Regions from separate parts of the Mus musculus genome. Here all the other regions are linked to region 5. A link is a contact called in public Hi-C and promoter capture Hi-C data. All regions are on one chromosome and are shown on one strand. Each heading gives the region's core, a stretch centred on a gene start, on an enhancer-like site or on the middle of the called end of the contact. The rest is flanking DNA. Distances are from core to core; before and after follow the strand shown.

What was found. Promoter capture Hi-C pulls out the DNA fragments that hold promoters and counts their contacts. A called contact is a pair of places that touch in the nucleus more often than the background predicts. Capture Hi-C pulls out chosen DNA fragments and counts their contacts.
Region 1: a contact with region 5 is called in a Hi-C map of memory CD8 T cells, with 2.9 times the contacts expected there. The contact joins the promoter of Pnkd here to the promoter of Stk36 in region 5. A contact is called at or near these places in 5 of 39 promoter capture datasets (cranial neural crest, liver, neural stem cells and 1 more), 8 of 484 Hi-C or Micro-C datasets (CD4 T cells, CD8 T cells, Th1 cells and 5 more), 3 of 115 datasets of contacts at active chromatin or transcription factors (embryonic stem cells and extraembryonic endoderm stem cells) and 2 of 9 other capture datasets (adipose tissue and liver).
Region 2: a contact with region 5 is called in a promoter capture Hi-C map of pancreatic islet. The contact joins the promoter of Cxcr1 here to the promoter of Stk36 in region 5. A contact is called at or near these places in 2 of 484 Hi-C or Micro-C datasets (both in CD4 T cells) and 3 of 9 other capture datasets (adipose tissue, liver and pancreatic islet).
Region 3: a promoter capture Hi-C map of hippocampal neurons shows a contact between it and region 5, with 4 times the contacts expected there. The contact joins the promoter of Cfap65 here to the promoter of Stk36 in region 5. A contact is called at or near these places in 5 of 39 promoter capture datasets (the C10 cell line, hippocampal neurons, liver and 2 more) and 1 of 9 other capture datasets (adipose tissue).
Region 4: a promoter capture Hi-C map of the HPC-7 cell line shows a contact between it and region 5. The contact joins the promoter of Tmbim1 here to the promoter of Stk36 in region 5. A contact is called at or near these places in 3 of 39 promoter capture datasets (the HPC-7 cell line, cranial neural crest and frontonasal cranial neural crest), 3 of 484 Hi-C or Micro-C datasets (CD8 T cells, liver and neutrophils), 1 of 115 datasets of contacts at active chromatin or transcription factors (bone marrow-derived macrophages) and 1 of 9 other capture datasets (adipose tissue).

What each region holds. Positions count from the first base shown.
Region 1 is chr1:74,283,629-74,286,328 of GRCm38.p6, reverse strand. Pnkd (paroxysmal nonkinesiogenic dyskinesia) reads right to left here and starts at 1,295. Exons shown (of 10, transcript NM_001039509.1): 1 at 1,192-1,295; 2 at 319-487. The coding sequence starts at 1,258. It overlaps Aamp (angio-associated migratory protein), which reads left to right and starts at 1,591. Exons shown (of 11, transcript NM_146110.3): 1 at 1,591-1,826; 2 at 2,288-2,443. The coding sequence starts at 1,706.
Region 2 is chr1:74,193,251-74,195,950 of GRCm38.p6, reverse strand. Cxcr1 (chemokine (C-X-C motif) receptor 1) reads left to right here and starts at 1,320. Exons shown (of 2, transcript NM_178241.4): 1 at 1,320-1,359.
Region 3 is chr1:74,934,171-74,936,870 of GRCm38.p6, reverse strand. Cfap65 (cilia and flagella associated protein 65) reads left to right here and starts at 1,272. Exons shown (of 33, transcript NM_001039495.1): 1 at 1,272-1,350.
Region 4 is chr1:74,302,998-74,305,697 of GRCm38.p6, reverse strand. Tmbim1 (transmembrane BAX inhibitor motif containing 1) reads left to right here and starts at 1,362. Exons shown (of 12, transcript NM_027154.5): 1 at 1,362-1,575. The region is part of intron 2 of Pnkd (paroxysmal nonkinesiogenic dyskinesia); the gene reads right to left.
Region 5 is chr1:74,600,124-74,602,823 of GRCm38.p6, reverse strand. Stk36 (serine/threonine kinase 36) reads right to left here and starts at 1,369. Exons shown (of 27, transcript NM_175031.3): 1 at 1,211-1,369; 2 at 623-795. The coding sequence starts at 706. Rnf25 (ring finger protein 25) reads left to right here and starts at 1,427. Exons shown (of 10, transcript NM_021313.3): 1 at 1,427-1,499. The coding sequence starts at 1,459.

The sequences.
Region 1 (2,700 bases), core at 46-2,545, 320 kb after region 5:
TCTAGCTTCTACACAACGCAATCTGACACTTAATTACTGGGATTGGAATGTGACCCCTGCTCCCAAAGGGAAGGATGAATCCAGTGACTCAAATTCAAATCAGATCAGCTCAATTTGCTCCACAGAAAAGCCACTATCCCCCAATTTTACATATTTTTCCACCCTAGCCCCCCCCCCCCTTCTGAGAGTCCATCCCTTGACTCCAGCAATTTCCTTCCCTTGGATTCAGCTCTCCACCCGCATTTCAGAGAAGTTTCTAGGTCCCCACACCTTTCAATGCACTCCCCACTGGTAGGCAAAGGGAGCAGTTAAACTCACCAGGCTAGCCCCACGGCTTTCATGGGGTTCTTGCCCCTCTTTCTGGGAATGTATTCTAGCTCAGGGGAGAGGGGCTCGGGCTCCTCCTTGCATTCTGGTGAGCTGTGGCTCTGCAGTGCTCTGGTCCTGTTCTGGGAAGCCTTGTTAGCTGTGGCTCCAGAGAGGATCCCTGTGAATGAAAGTATGGCATGTCAGTATGGGAGATGAGGAAGGGGAGTGACTGCAGTCTGGAGTAACAAGTGCAGTGAAGAATCTAAAGAGAAATGGGAAAATCGCCATCGGGTGACACCTTTGGAAGGCTACTTAAACGTCACTGCGGGCTCCTCACCCTGGTGCCAAGGCAGTGAGCTTCGCTGCTGTTCTATTCAGAAGTCAGGCTGGGAAGGACTGCAGAGGAACTCACCGGAGACATACGTATGAAGGAAATCCGGGGAACTGTTTTAAAACTGCAGGACCTTAAGCTATCCTTAAGGATAACTAACTCCATCCCGTCGAAGAGGAAGCTGAAGCCCGAAGACGAGCTGCTTCGCACAAGGTCAAACCGCTAATTACTCAGTGCTAGAACTCAAGCCTCCAGATGCCCAGGGCTCTTTCCTCTGCACTGCGGTGAGTGTGAAACCCCTGGGGCGCGGGAGTCTAAAGGTTTCTTTGGTACCCTCTCTAGCAATAAGACCCTAGACACGCCGCGCAACCTAAACGCAGGAGTTGGACTGGGTGACCTCTAGAGCATCTTTTCACCCCCAGACTCTCTAAGATCTTGCAGAGAGGTGTGGGCAGCAATTGGCATGCTGACTTCCTGCTGTCGCGCTGGGTGGGATATAAAGGAAACGGAATCTTTTAAAACCCTGCCCTCCCGAGGGTCCCTCTCCTTACCCCGGAGGACGCGGGCATTTCTCGCCCCCCGGCCCTTCAGCGCCGTAGCAGCTACCACCGCCGCCATGTTCGGGTCCCACCCCCCTTCACTGCGCTCCCCGTCGGGAATTGTAGTTTGCGTAAGGGGCCTCCCCCGCGCCTTCCGTCCTGCCTACAGAGCAAAAACTACATTTCCCAGAAGTCCGCGTAGCGGGCCCCGGAGAACTACTCCTCCCAGGAGACCCTGGAGGCGCGCACGCTCGCTTGTTTCCCTTCAGCTGGGGGCGGAGTCATGTAAGGTGGAGCTTGGGCTCTCCCGCCACGCCCCGGCCTGGTCATCCTAGTTCTGCCTTATGATTGGCGGCTCTGTTAGTCCACCACTGTCGCCATTGGCCCGGATGCCGTCGCTCTTTCGGCCGGGAGTCACCTACGCCTACTTCCTCCCGGGAGGAGGGGCTCGAGTTCCGCGTCGTCGCGCAGAGCTGACTCTGGGAGGCGTTTGGGCCCAGAGAAGTGGATCGGTAGCTTTCGCCGCATGGAGTCCGAATCGGAGAGCGGAGCGGCCGCTGACACCCCGCCTCTGGAGACTCTGAGCTTTCACGGAGATGAAGAGATCATTGAGGTGGTAGAGCTGGATCCAGGCCCGCCGGACCCGGGTGAGAACTGACGCTCCTGAGGCCACGGGACAAGAGGCGCTCACCCCTGGCCTCTGACCCCTGCTTCTCCCCAGTCCCCCCTCCCCCCTTCCCTACCGGTCGTTCCTACCGACATTTCTCTCCCAGACCTCCTCCCCTACCCCCCACCTTTAGTTTCTAGGCCTGGCTGGGTGGGGGTTCCCTGACGCCTCCCCTAGCCCTTCCCCTCACACACCCCCTTCCCATCATGCCCTCTGTCCTCTCTTCCCACACGGTCGCTGGCCAACACCAGATCTTCAGACCTAGCCTCTCTCCCCCTCCCCGCCCCCCAAGTGCTCTCTTCCTGCTCGGTACGTGTGAGACAACATCTTAACCTTTGGCCACACGACCCACCCTAGCTTCACCTTTTTCATTCTTTAACCCTTACCCCATTCCTTGTATTATCTTTGGAGCTCCATCTTTTAACGCTTCTCTCAAAGCAGATGATCTGGCCCAGGAGATGGAAGACGTGGACTTTGAGGAAGAGGAAGAAGAAGAAGAGGGCAATGACGAGGGCTGGGTCTTGGAACCCCAGGAAGGGGTGGTCGGTAGCATGGAGGGCCCGGATGATAGTGAGGTCACCTTTGCATTGCACTCAGGTAGGCCTTTGAACATCTCAGATCAGTGCAGATGGGCTTTTGAGTATGGCCTGTTGGTCCTAGGCAGCTATTATAAGAGACCAAAGTGAAAGCCACCTACTTTGGCCTGCAGGATATTCAAAGGAAGGGCCATAGGGCACTGGGGTTAAGTGTGACCCCTGGGTTCAAATCCTACCTCTGCTGTTTAGCAGTCTGTCAGCTTTGTTAGCTTTCTGGATCTTGGTATTCTTTAAAATATATATATATATATATATATA
Region 2 (2,700 bases), core at 71-2,570, 410 kb after region 5:
AATTGAACTGGGAATTGGAAGAACAGTCAGTGCTCTTAACTGCCGAGCCATCTCTCCAGCCCACAGTCTGTGCTCTTAACCCAGTCAGCCATTTTTCCATCCCTACCAAGTTTTCTTATACAGACCAGGGCCACCTGCTTGGGGATGGTGCCTCCCACAGTGGGCTGGGCCCTCCTACATCAATTAGAGATCAAGACAATCTTCCACAGATATGCCCACAGGCCTGTCTGATCTGAGAAATCCCTCAATTGGGATTCCCTTCTCAGATGACTCTAGGTTGTGTTTAGTTGATAGTTCAAACTAACCAGTCCACTGAACCCTAGGAATAAAGTCAGGGGTCAGCTGTGAGTTGCTCAGGGACTTCTCAGGCAGCTTCCTAAAGAAGCTGTCCTTCAGTACCAAATGGGGAGCAGTAATGGCATCACCCCCAGATGGTCTTTCACTGTTTTCCCAGCCCTCATGATCTTCTGATAGACTTCAGGGAAGGAGTGGCCATGCCCCAAACCTCAGCTCTACTGTAACCAAGCAATAATTGGAAGTAAAAGAGAGTGTAAAGGAAAGGTTTTCCTTCCAAAATCTCTACCACATGACCCTAAAGATGCCTATAAATATAAGTGAAAATGGCGTGCTTATAGCTGGGCATAGTGGTGTATACTTGTAATGCCAATATTTGGGAGAGAGATGAAGGTTTATGGACTTAAGGTCAGCATGGGCTATGAGAGACTCTGTCTCAAAACAAAACAAAACAAAACAAAACAAAACAGCAAGCATTGGGGTTGCAGGTGTAGCTCAGCGGTAGGATACTTGTCCCAGCATGCACTGGGTCCTGGGTTCTATTCCAGCACCAACATAAATGTCTGCGTGCTGTCCAAACACAGCTTAAGTGTAGACCCTACCACCAGCTTTCCGCTAAGTTCTCCTTTAGACTCCCTAAGTCTTTCCCACCGTGGACTTCTGAAACTTCTGTTATAGGAAGTCTGTACTGCCCCCTTTCTTATTCCCCTTGGGAAGTTAGAAACTTCTCAAGGTAATCTATTAGGAAACTTAGGGGTGGCACGTGCAGGTAAATTCAAGAAACTGAAGATGGTAGAAGTGATCATCTATGGAGGGAAGGAGTTAGAGAGAACACCCTTAACTGCAGGGTCACCCTGCTAAGCCTACGGAACTCAGAATCTCTGATACTGCCGGGCCCCATGACTTCATCTGTACCCAAATGCAGATGTGGGCGGGGCTCTAGGGGGAGGTGTGGTTTCTCCCTCTTTCTTTTATTCATCCAGTCCCTTCGGTTGTTTGATCATTCTGTTTCCTGAGCTGCAGGCTCCTCCCGCACACAAGGAACGGACCCAGCTGGTGCCTCAGGTAGGACGCCTGTGTCAGCTGTGTGTCAGTCCACATGTTGGGGTAGGAAGGCTTGGTCCAACTTTATTTTAGAAAACACACTGGTTTCTGTGGGACTAAGGGATTTCTGATAAATGGTTTCTTGTCCCCTCACTGTGTCTAGGTACGCAACTCTGACTTCCTAGGTGCTTACGGTCACAGCCCCCCTCCCCTCAGCCATTGCTTTTTATTGCTTTCCTGTTATGTGGCTGCAGTGAACAGTTTCCTGGCTCAGTGTTGATTGCTTCTCTCTAACCTTCATCTTCTGTGAAGATGCAAACTCTGGCACTGAGAGAGCATCCCAAGGGGTAGGGATGTGGTTGCCCTTGCCATAGAATCCAAGGCCTGGAAGCTGGGAGAGCTCCCTATCTTCCCACAATCTGCAGTTGATAAGTGGAAATCTTTGGGGATTAAAGGCCCCAGGTAAGGTAGCCATTGAGAGTGGGCATTAGGTAACTGTATCCTCATCTTAAACTCAGTTAACTTCTAAATACTTCCAGATTACAGAGCCCTGGTGTTGGGTAGAGGTGCACACGTGTTCTCATGTCTCAAGTGTGTGTGTGTGTGTGTGTGTGTGTGTGTGTGTGTGTGTGCAAGTGTGCAGGACTATATACAGAGGCCAGAGGCTAGAGGACAATTTTAAGGAGCTGGTTTCCTTCTTCCATCATAGATTCTGGGAGCAAACTCAAGGTGTCAGGCTTGTGTGACAAGCTCTGCCGAGGTATCTCACCAACCCTTGACATGCATTTAAAATTTTTCTATTTCACGCTTAATGTGTGTGTGAGCTTAGGTGTGGAGGCCAGAGAATAACCTACATGAGGTAGTTCTTTCCTTCTACCATGTGGGCTCTGGGGATCAAGTTCAGGTTTTCGGCTTGGCAGCACGCAGGCACCTCACTGAATCATTGCTTTGGCCTCTTCTGTGTGCTTTTGACGCGATGTTTACAACTGTGAAAGCTGGAGACAATCTCATCAGAAGACAAGGCGCAGAGTACAGTGTAATGTAATCTGAAGTTATCACCTCTTTCTCCAGGTAGGTTTTAAGAAAGGCAAACAAGGGGCTGGGGAGATAGCTCAGTGGTTAGGAGCATGGAGTGCTCCTGAGGATTTGGTTCCTAGGACCCACTTTGGGCAGCTCGCTACTCCTGGTAGCTCCAGTTCCAAGGGATCAGATGCCTTCTTCTGACCTCTACATATAGACACACAGACAAGTTCATATGCACTTATACATAAATAAAAGCAATGAAAAATAATATGTCTTTACAAAAATTGCAAACAATAATGAGGGGGCATATATAAGACATAAGGTTGGAGGGGACGCCCA
Region 3 (2,700 bases), core at 23-2,522, 330 kb before region 5:
TTTTTTTGTCCATAAGGTCCAGCTGAGTCAGACTGATTAAAAAAAAAAAAAGAAGAACTTGAAGAAAAACAAAAAAAGGGAGAAATCATTACAGGAGCTCCAAATAGCATCAACGTCATCACGTTCAAAGTACAGCCTTCAGATTCTGAGAAACCAGCGAGACACTCACTGAGTTCCACGTTCCTTAATCCCCAAAGAATTCCAGGCTTAGTTGGGCTGGCATGACTTAACCGACCTCCTGGACCTCCCTTGCAGCAGCCCTGCCCTCCCCCGCTCATGTGATCCCTCAAGCCAACTCAGGTCACTTTGTCACCTCAGTCCATCGCCTACCTCCCACAAGTGAACCCCAATCCTCCAAACTGCTCGTTTATTTTCTGGGTTTGCTTCCAGCTCTCTGAGCTCTCCCTCTATAACCACACCACACCCCTTTCATTCTGAGGAGGAATGGGTTCACTGTTCAGGCAGTAAAACTCTTTAATTGCCGAAGAATGAACTTTGAGATTCTTGGCTTTTTCTACGTCGCCTTCATCCAATGATACCTTTCTCACAGCGTGCACACCAGTGCACAGACAAAAAAGAATTTCTTCATACATTAACTTTTGTCTCTCTTCAAACAAGTTAATTTTCTTTGGTCTCAGACCAAAAGATATCTGGAAGAAAATGCCAAAGGTGTTCTCTTTCGGCAGCAGAAGGAGCACATTTATAAATCCTATGCAGTAAGAAATAACCAGAGGCTGTTTTCAATGAACCATCATGATCATAGGGAATGAGGCTCTGAGTCTAGATCAGTCTACTTCAAGAGATTAGGAATGACTCCCATTCAGGCAATCTATGATTTTTGAGCCCAACAGTAATCTATGAATAAGGTGGTCAAATAAAGTAATTGCCAGGACACCATGAAAATTGGGGGAACCATGTTTACCTTGTCTGGAATGGAAAAAGACCACAGTTGGTACTACAGCAGGGAAAATCTTGGATTCAATACTTAACATAGGGAGATTAAATTTGAGCAGGCATTGACTGGGTGTGTAGCTTAGTGATGATCAAAGCTTTAATTCTTAGCACAAAAAGAAAAAAATATATAAAGAAAGTTAAAGAAAAAAGAAGAAAAAGGAAAGGAAAGAAGAAAAAAGAGAGAAAATAAAGGAAAAGAAATGAAATGAAGAGAAAAACAAAACAAAAAGAAACGGACTCATTCGCTTTCTCTGAACCTTGGCTCTTTTGGGTTGCCGTCGTTGCCATGGGATACCAAAAGACGCTGTGTCCCGAGCGTCCTGTATCTACGGAGACGTTAGCACAGCGTTTGCATGAGTTCTAAACGTTGGAGGCCAGCGAGAGGAACAAGGAACGGTATCTGTACTAAAAACCCCTTTTACAGGAAATCGTGGCGGGTCTTCAGAAAGTCCTTTCGTTGTGGGCGAGATTAATTAGATGCGGGGGCCAGGAGACCCTGAGAAGCCCCATAAGTACATTTTGTTCCCTTCGTTTTAAGGCTTCCTTCCTCAGCTCTACTTGACCACTCCTTACCCTCACCCCTACTCCCGGTTTTTTCACCTGTCGTTTGTAAAATTTTAAGATCAGAAATTAGGCAAATAAAAGAAACTGATAAAATACCCCCACCCCCGAAACTAGAAAATTGGTTTAAAACAAGCCCCCCCCAAACACACACACACACACACACACACACACACACACACACACACACACACACACACACACAACTGCACGTTTTTTCACAGCAAAATGTTGCAAATGACCTTCTCTGTTCCCGGAAAGGCTCCATGCTTCCTGCCTTAAGTCCCGGCTGGACCACTTTTCTACCTTATTTTGTCTCTTCTCTAGCCTTTCAGAGATAGATTGGTGTATTGAGTGGGGACTTTTTCAGAGAGGCAAGGCAGACTGTCTGTTGAATCCCCTGATGTCTGAGAGATCAGGGACTAGGGACAGGACCTAAAGCTATCCAAGGACAGAAAAGTAACAGCTCTCCTCCCCACCCGCAGCTTGCATTTCTTGGGTTCTGTCTGAACACCCACTTTACATTTGGAGGTAGGAAGCTTGTTTTGTACAAGTACCTGCTGTATCAGACCTGTTTGGTAAATGCTCTGTGAGGGAATGCATGGGATGAGGACAGTAACTTGAAATGGTTTCCTCCAGTGTTAGAGAACCTTCTAGGAACAAATGAGCCAACAGAGGGTTTCTCTGGCTGGTGGAGAGAGAATGAGATTGTCTTTGGGAAATGTGTAAACTGCTAAAGGTAATCATGAGATTGTTACATTATAACATGGGGACCTTAATTAACCACCAACTTGAAGAAGGAGATGTTTTAGGTTAAATTAAAAGCAAGTCATGGCCAATCATGATGGTTCATGTCTTTAATCCCAGCGCTTGGAAGACAGAGGCAAGTGGATCTCAGAGTTTGAGACTAACCTAGTCTGTAGATCTAGTTCCAGGACAGCCAGGGCTACACAGAGAAACCTTGTCTCAAAAGAAAAACAAGGAAAAGAAGGCAAATCACATGTAACGATAAACAACTGTAGGGATTAAAATATCTGTTGAAAACCTCACAATACTGTCTGGATTGTTAGTCAAATTGATACTATTTGGGATATGGACAATCTTACTTAAAGAAGTGAAAAAAAATACTAAACAATGTGAAATATAGAAATAAGTTCAAAAATAAGTATTACAGCTTTGCTGTCC
Region 4 (2,700 bases), core at 113-2,612, 300 kb after region 5:
AGAGTAGGTGTGGCATTGTTGGAGGAAGTGTGTCACTGTGGGCATGGGCTTTAGGACCTTCATCCTAGCTGCCTGGAAGCCAGTCTTCTAGTGACTTTCAGATGAAGACTTAGAACTCTCAGCTCCTCCTGCACCACGCCTGCCTGGATGCCGCCTTGATGATAATTGCCTGAACCTCTGAACCTGTAAGTCAGCTCCAATTAAATGCTGTCCTTATAAGAGCTGCCTTGGTCATGGTGTTTGTTTACAGCAATAAAACCCTAATTAAGATGACTTTCCAACCTCCTCAAAACTTCACCAAACGATTCCCATGTTGGAACACAGACTTTTGGATAACCTATATTGGTTTTCTCTGACCATGGCCACATATTTGGCTCCTCTTAACCTCTTTGAGGTAAGTTATTTTATTATTAACATTCCCAAAATATCTGGCATTACGGGCACATGCCACTTCCACTGTTTATGCAGTGCTGGAGATGGAACCCAGGACTGCTCGCACCCTAAGCCAGCATACTGCCAACTGCTATAAGATTATTTTTACTTCCCAGTCACACATAGTGAGCTGTTAGTGTAAACACACCATGAGGTTTGCAAAACAGAAATTTCCTAACCTAGCACATCCCTGTCATTAAGTGACACATGACTGATTCCAAGCATAGCTTCGGAGTCTCATGCCTGTGTTTGAAGTTTTACATTTGAAAAGGGCGGTTAGCTTACAAGCACAGAATTCTTAGTCACCACAGACTTTTTTGTGACTTAAATTTTTCTTTTCTTTTTTTTTCTTTCTTTTTTTTGTGACTTAAATTTTTTTTTCACGAAATAAGAAGTTTTAAGAATGAATTGATATAAACATAGCATAGCCATGTGATACAATATTGTGCATCATTGAAACTATTCTTTTGTTGTTTGGTTTTCCTGGCATGGGGATGAAACCCAGCTGGGTCTCTCACATGGAAAGCCAGAGATCTACCACTGACCTACGCCCCTAGACCGAAAGTGCTGAAGATCAGTTAGTGACAAAAAAGAAAAAGAGGGAAAAAAAATCAGTGAAATCTGACTATGTGAAACCAGGGTCAGTAATTGCAACACTTGGGCTGAGGCCGGGTGACAAGTGCTGGAGACCAGCCTGAGGTACATAGCGACATCGCTCTTTTACCCAGAATACAAACAAACAAAAAAACAAACCCAATAACAACTTTTAAGACAACAGGATTAGCTCTAAAGCCCCTAGCGCAAATCGCTGATATGTAGGCACTGATGACGCATAAATAGCACTTCTTACTGGGGTGGAGTCTGGAATTCATGGAAAGAAGTTATTTTTTTCCCAGTGAGTTTGGGTTTTCGCTGCGAACCGGCGTTGCTTCCAGTAAATGTGAACCACTCACACCTGGGTCGTGGTTGAGGTCTGGAGGGGACCCCAGCGCTCCCTGGAGGTCTCGGGGTGCCGGGCGGCTCCTCCCCACTGGCGGCGGAGAGAGACGGGGCGGGGCACGGAGCCCCAGTCCAGCCCGGCCCAGCCCAGTCCTCGCCAGCGCCCGGAGGCCCAGGCGGATCTCACGGTCCGGAACAGCGCAGGCAAGTGAGGGGGCTGCGGCCGTTGGAGGTGGGGACCCGAGACCGGCGGGGAATGGAAGTGGCCTGGGGCGGCGCTGCGCCCAGGCGCCCGAACTTTTCTGGCACGCGCGGGCCGACTCCGGTCGTGCTCCGGAGCCAGGCTAGGGTCCTTTCGTTCTGCCTGTTCCGGTCTTCACTTTCCATGTGCGCCCGGGCAGGACATATGGCCCGGGCTTGTGGCGCAACCGCATTCGGTGCGCACCCGCGAGCTGACCCGCTTCTTGTAGGGTGCTCCTCTCAGTGGCTGAGTGGCTTGTTTGTCTGAGGACGTGTCCCCCACTCCGGGGCCCCAGAGTGGCCGTGCAGCAAGTGAGAATGGAGGCGGTCATGGTCCTCAGCTGGTGGGGAGAGGGAGGGAGGGAGCCAGCCAGAGGCTTGGAACCCACCCGGGGCTGTTCGAGCTTGCCCTGGCGTCACCAGGCTGCGTAAAAACTGGTGATGAGAATCTGTCTAAGGTGGGGGGTGGGAGGAGGGAGCCCTAGCTCAGAGAAGCCAGCGGGCCAACCTAAGGTCTAAAGAAGAAGCCATTCCTACTCCTAACCTGGCCTGCTCCTGTTCCTTTGCTCTGTAATTCAGAAGCCTACCAGAAAGTACAGTCAAGCTGATGAACTGTGGTTGGTTGGTTGGTTGGTTGGTTGGTTGGTTGGTTTATTTATTTATTTATTTATTTATTTATTTATTTATTTGAGACAGTTTCACTCAGTAGCCCAGTCAAGCCTTGAACTTGTTGCCTCAGATCCTTAAGTGCTGGGAGTATTACAGGTGAAAGCTGTCTTGCCTGGCCCTGGTGACCTCTTTAGGTCAGAATAAAAAATAAAAAAAAAAAAAAAAAAAAAAAAGAAACAGGGAAATGGGAAAAGGGAAAGCAGGTTTGGGAGGGCCAGGAGGGAACCAGAAAAGGAGGAAGGAATGGAAGGCTCTCTGCCAAGGCAGAGCCTGGACTGTCTTCACCAGGTCTTGTTCCCCGGGGCATCCTTCCCCAGTCACTCACTCCACTGTGGCCTATGGGTGGTGGTACCCATGGGGCTGAGGGTCAACCTAAACACCGGATAAGTGGGGAGAGCTGTCATGGAAGGTCTGGCAGGT
Region 5 (2,700 bases), core at 120-2,619:
ATCTTAGAGCTCCACAACTCAAGACTTATACTTCTTGATCAACTCTTAGTATAAATGTGAACACATACTTACCCCCCACCTCAACCCCCCCCCCCCCCCGGGTACTATGGATGTACTCTGGCTTTGTCAGCCCATCACTAAAGGGAAACAGTTACTGGCAAATAGATTCCTTTGATGGGACTCTGGGAGAGGTTTTCTGACCTAAGCAAAGGACTCAGCGTGAGATTTGGGGAAAGGAGAAGGAAAAGGTAAAGATGGAAGACCAGATTTCAAGGTGTTATCTTTTCTTAGGTAATACAAAGAACAGTGATCATTTTTGTCATTCAGTAGGTGTCAGGCATTGTATTAAGTGATTAAGTGTGAAACACATTTGATCCTCAGACCCTATCAATATTCCTCCATTGTACTGTTTGGGAAATGGAAGCATGGGATGTTAGGTAGTTTGTTCCTAGTTCTAAGGCTGGGATCTGATTCCAAGAAGTCAAATTTCTGGGCCTGTATACCCTAGGAAGTATGCTGGTGTCAGGGTCTAGAAATAAACACCGTGCAGCCCTTCTGTCCCACGTTTTTACTGGACACGTGGGTCACCAAATCCCATTTAAAAGATATCCTTGTCTACTACCTGAGCACTGTATTTTTTTCGGCCCTTATACACTCTCCCAAAAGAGCCTTCTCCAATCATCTCCAAAACGTGGTACTTTTCCATGGCAAGGGTTTCGGGGTCTCTCAGAAGGTAGAAAGAAGACGGTGACAAAGAGCTATAGATCCAGGGGTAGTTCCACACATCTGGGAGGCCTGGCTCATAACATGGGAGAAAGATACACGTTATCAACCTTGCTTTGTTCTATTTTTCACAATAACCAAGGCCTCAAAATCATGACCAGGGTGGAAAGATGATCAGGTCTTAGTGTCTCCAGCCCCACCCCCACCTCCCCACCCAGGTTAGGTGCCCATAGCACACCGGTGTTCCCTTTCCCCTCTCCACCAGCGATGCTCACACGCTCCTTCTATACTCTCCCAGGTTCCTGACACCCTCAGCTTGCCCAGCACCGCCACTCTGGCCCCGAGCAGAGGTCCCCTAACTTGCTCCCAGTCTAGACGCTCCAAGCTCCCCAGGCTGAGTTCAGGCTAGTTGCTCGGGGCCTCCCAGCTGCCTGCGTTACTTTTCTCCATTCCTCATTGATGCTCTCGTTAGTTTCCCCACTCTTACCAGTTTTACTCCCTGGAACTGATTAGAAGTTTAAAGGACAAAGCTCTCAGAGGTGTGTGACAGATGCGAACCGCCCATTGGCACTTTGTAGGGCACTTCTGTCGCTTGGCTAGCAGGCCCCACAAAGGATCTAGAGTCTTCAGTTGCCTAGAAACGGCGTCAGCTTTCTTTTACTCCGCCCCGCCCTAGTTTTCCGCCTCTAACTTCCCAAAAGGTGTTTCCGGTTCCGGCCAAGAGCCGGAGAAGACATGGCGGCGTCTGCGTCGACAGCTGCTGGGGAAGAGGACTGGTAACTTTGGGTCATAGGTTTTGGCTGGCTGCCTGGATCTGGTGCCGGGAACTAGCAACAGCTTCGGACCGTCCGAACCACGGGCATAAAGGGTGGATCAAGGGGCGAGGGATAGAAGAGACATCCTTTCGTAGGCGAGCTACTGGACCGGGAACGGAGGGAGGAGGGACGCTGATCTGAGAAGGGACTGGGTCTACGGCGGCCTTGCCAGCTGGGCCCACGCCTTATCGACCCCATTGCTCCCTACTACGGGCCTACCCCTCCCCACTTCTCCCTGATGTGATTTTTCTGGGCCCTGGAGGATGGCTTCTCATCACACCTCCCGCCTCTCGGAACGGACGCCCTCCTCGTGCCCCTAGGATCCTGCCCCTTGGACCAGTCCATTTCTGCCTACGCGTTCCTCAATCTTCCCATATTCCTGATAGCACTAATAACTATTGTCAGAAAAGCCTTACTCCCCTCATAAGCTCTCCTATTCTCTCGAGCATTCTTAATAAGAAACCAAAAGCCTTTAAAGACTTTGGGTTTTGGACATAAGATAAAAATGTGCTCACTCCATATTTAATTAGCTTGATGTGATGCTGACCAAACCAGCTAGCTCCTGCGAGTCAGTGTCAGCTATTAAAAAAAAAAAAAAGTGGGTGTGGCATTACCTCATAGAGTAGTTGGGAAGATGGATCACCATGGATTCGTAATATCCATAGGCCTGCTTTTCATTAATTGCTGAAGTATAAAACCTCAAGAGACCAAAGGACATCTGTCTGAGTTAAGGCCTTATACTGTTAGTATTAGGACAGCCTATTTCGGACCCCCATCCCCACCCCACCCCCACCTCCACCTGTAACCTATGACCTTATTTACATTTAGGTCTGTATCTTACATCCAAGGCTCAGGTGACCTAAGGTGGGCAAAGTACTGAAGGAAGTCTTAACTGAGACTGCACCTCTGTGTTCCGTTGGTTTAGGGAGCCCAGCCAGACTAGTGCTTTTCACTGTTGTGAGTGACTTCTAAGATTATGAAGGGACACCTGAGCCATGACAGAGTAGCAGTGGCTGCATTGGTCTATAGCAGCCAGAATGTCTTTTAGTAGTAGTAGTAGTAGTAGTAGTAGTAGTAGTAGTAGTAGTAGTAGTAGTAAAATAAGCTTTAAGAAGAATGCTAATAATAACCATCACTATAGAAATGATACTGGGGTGTGCTT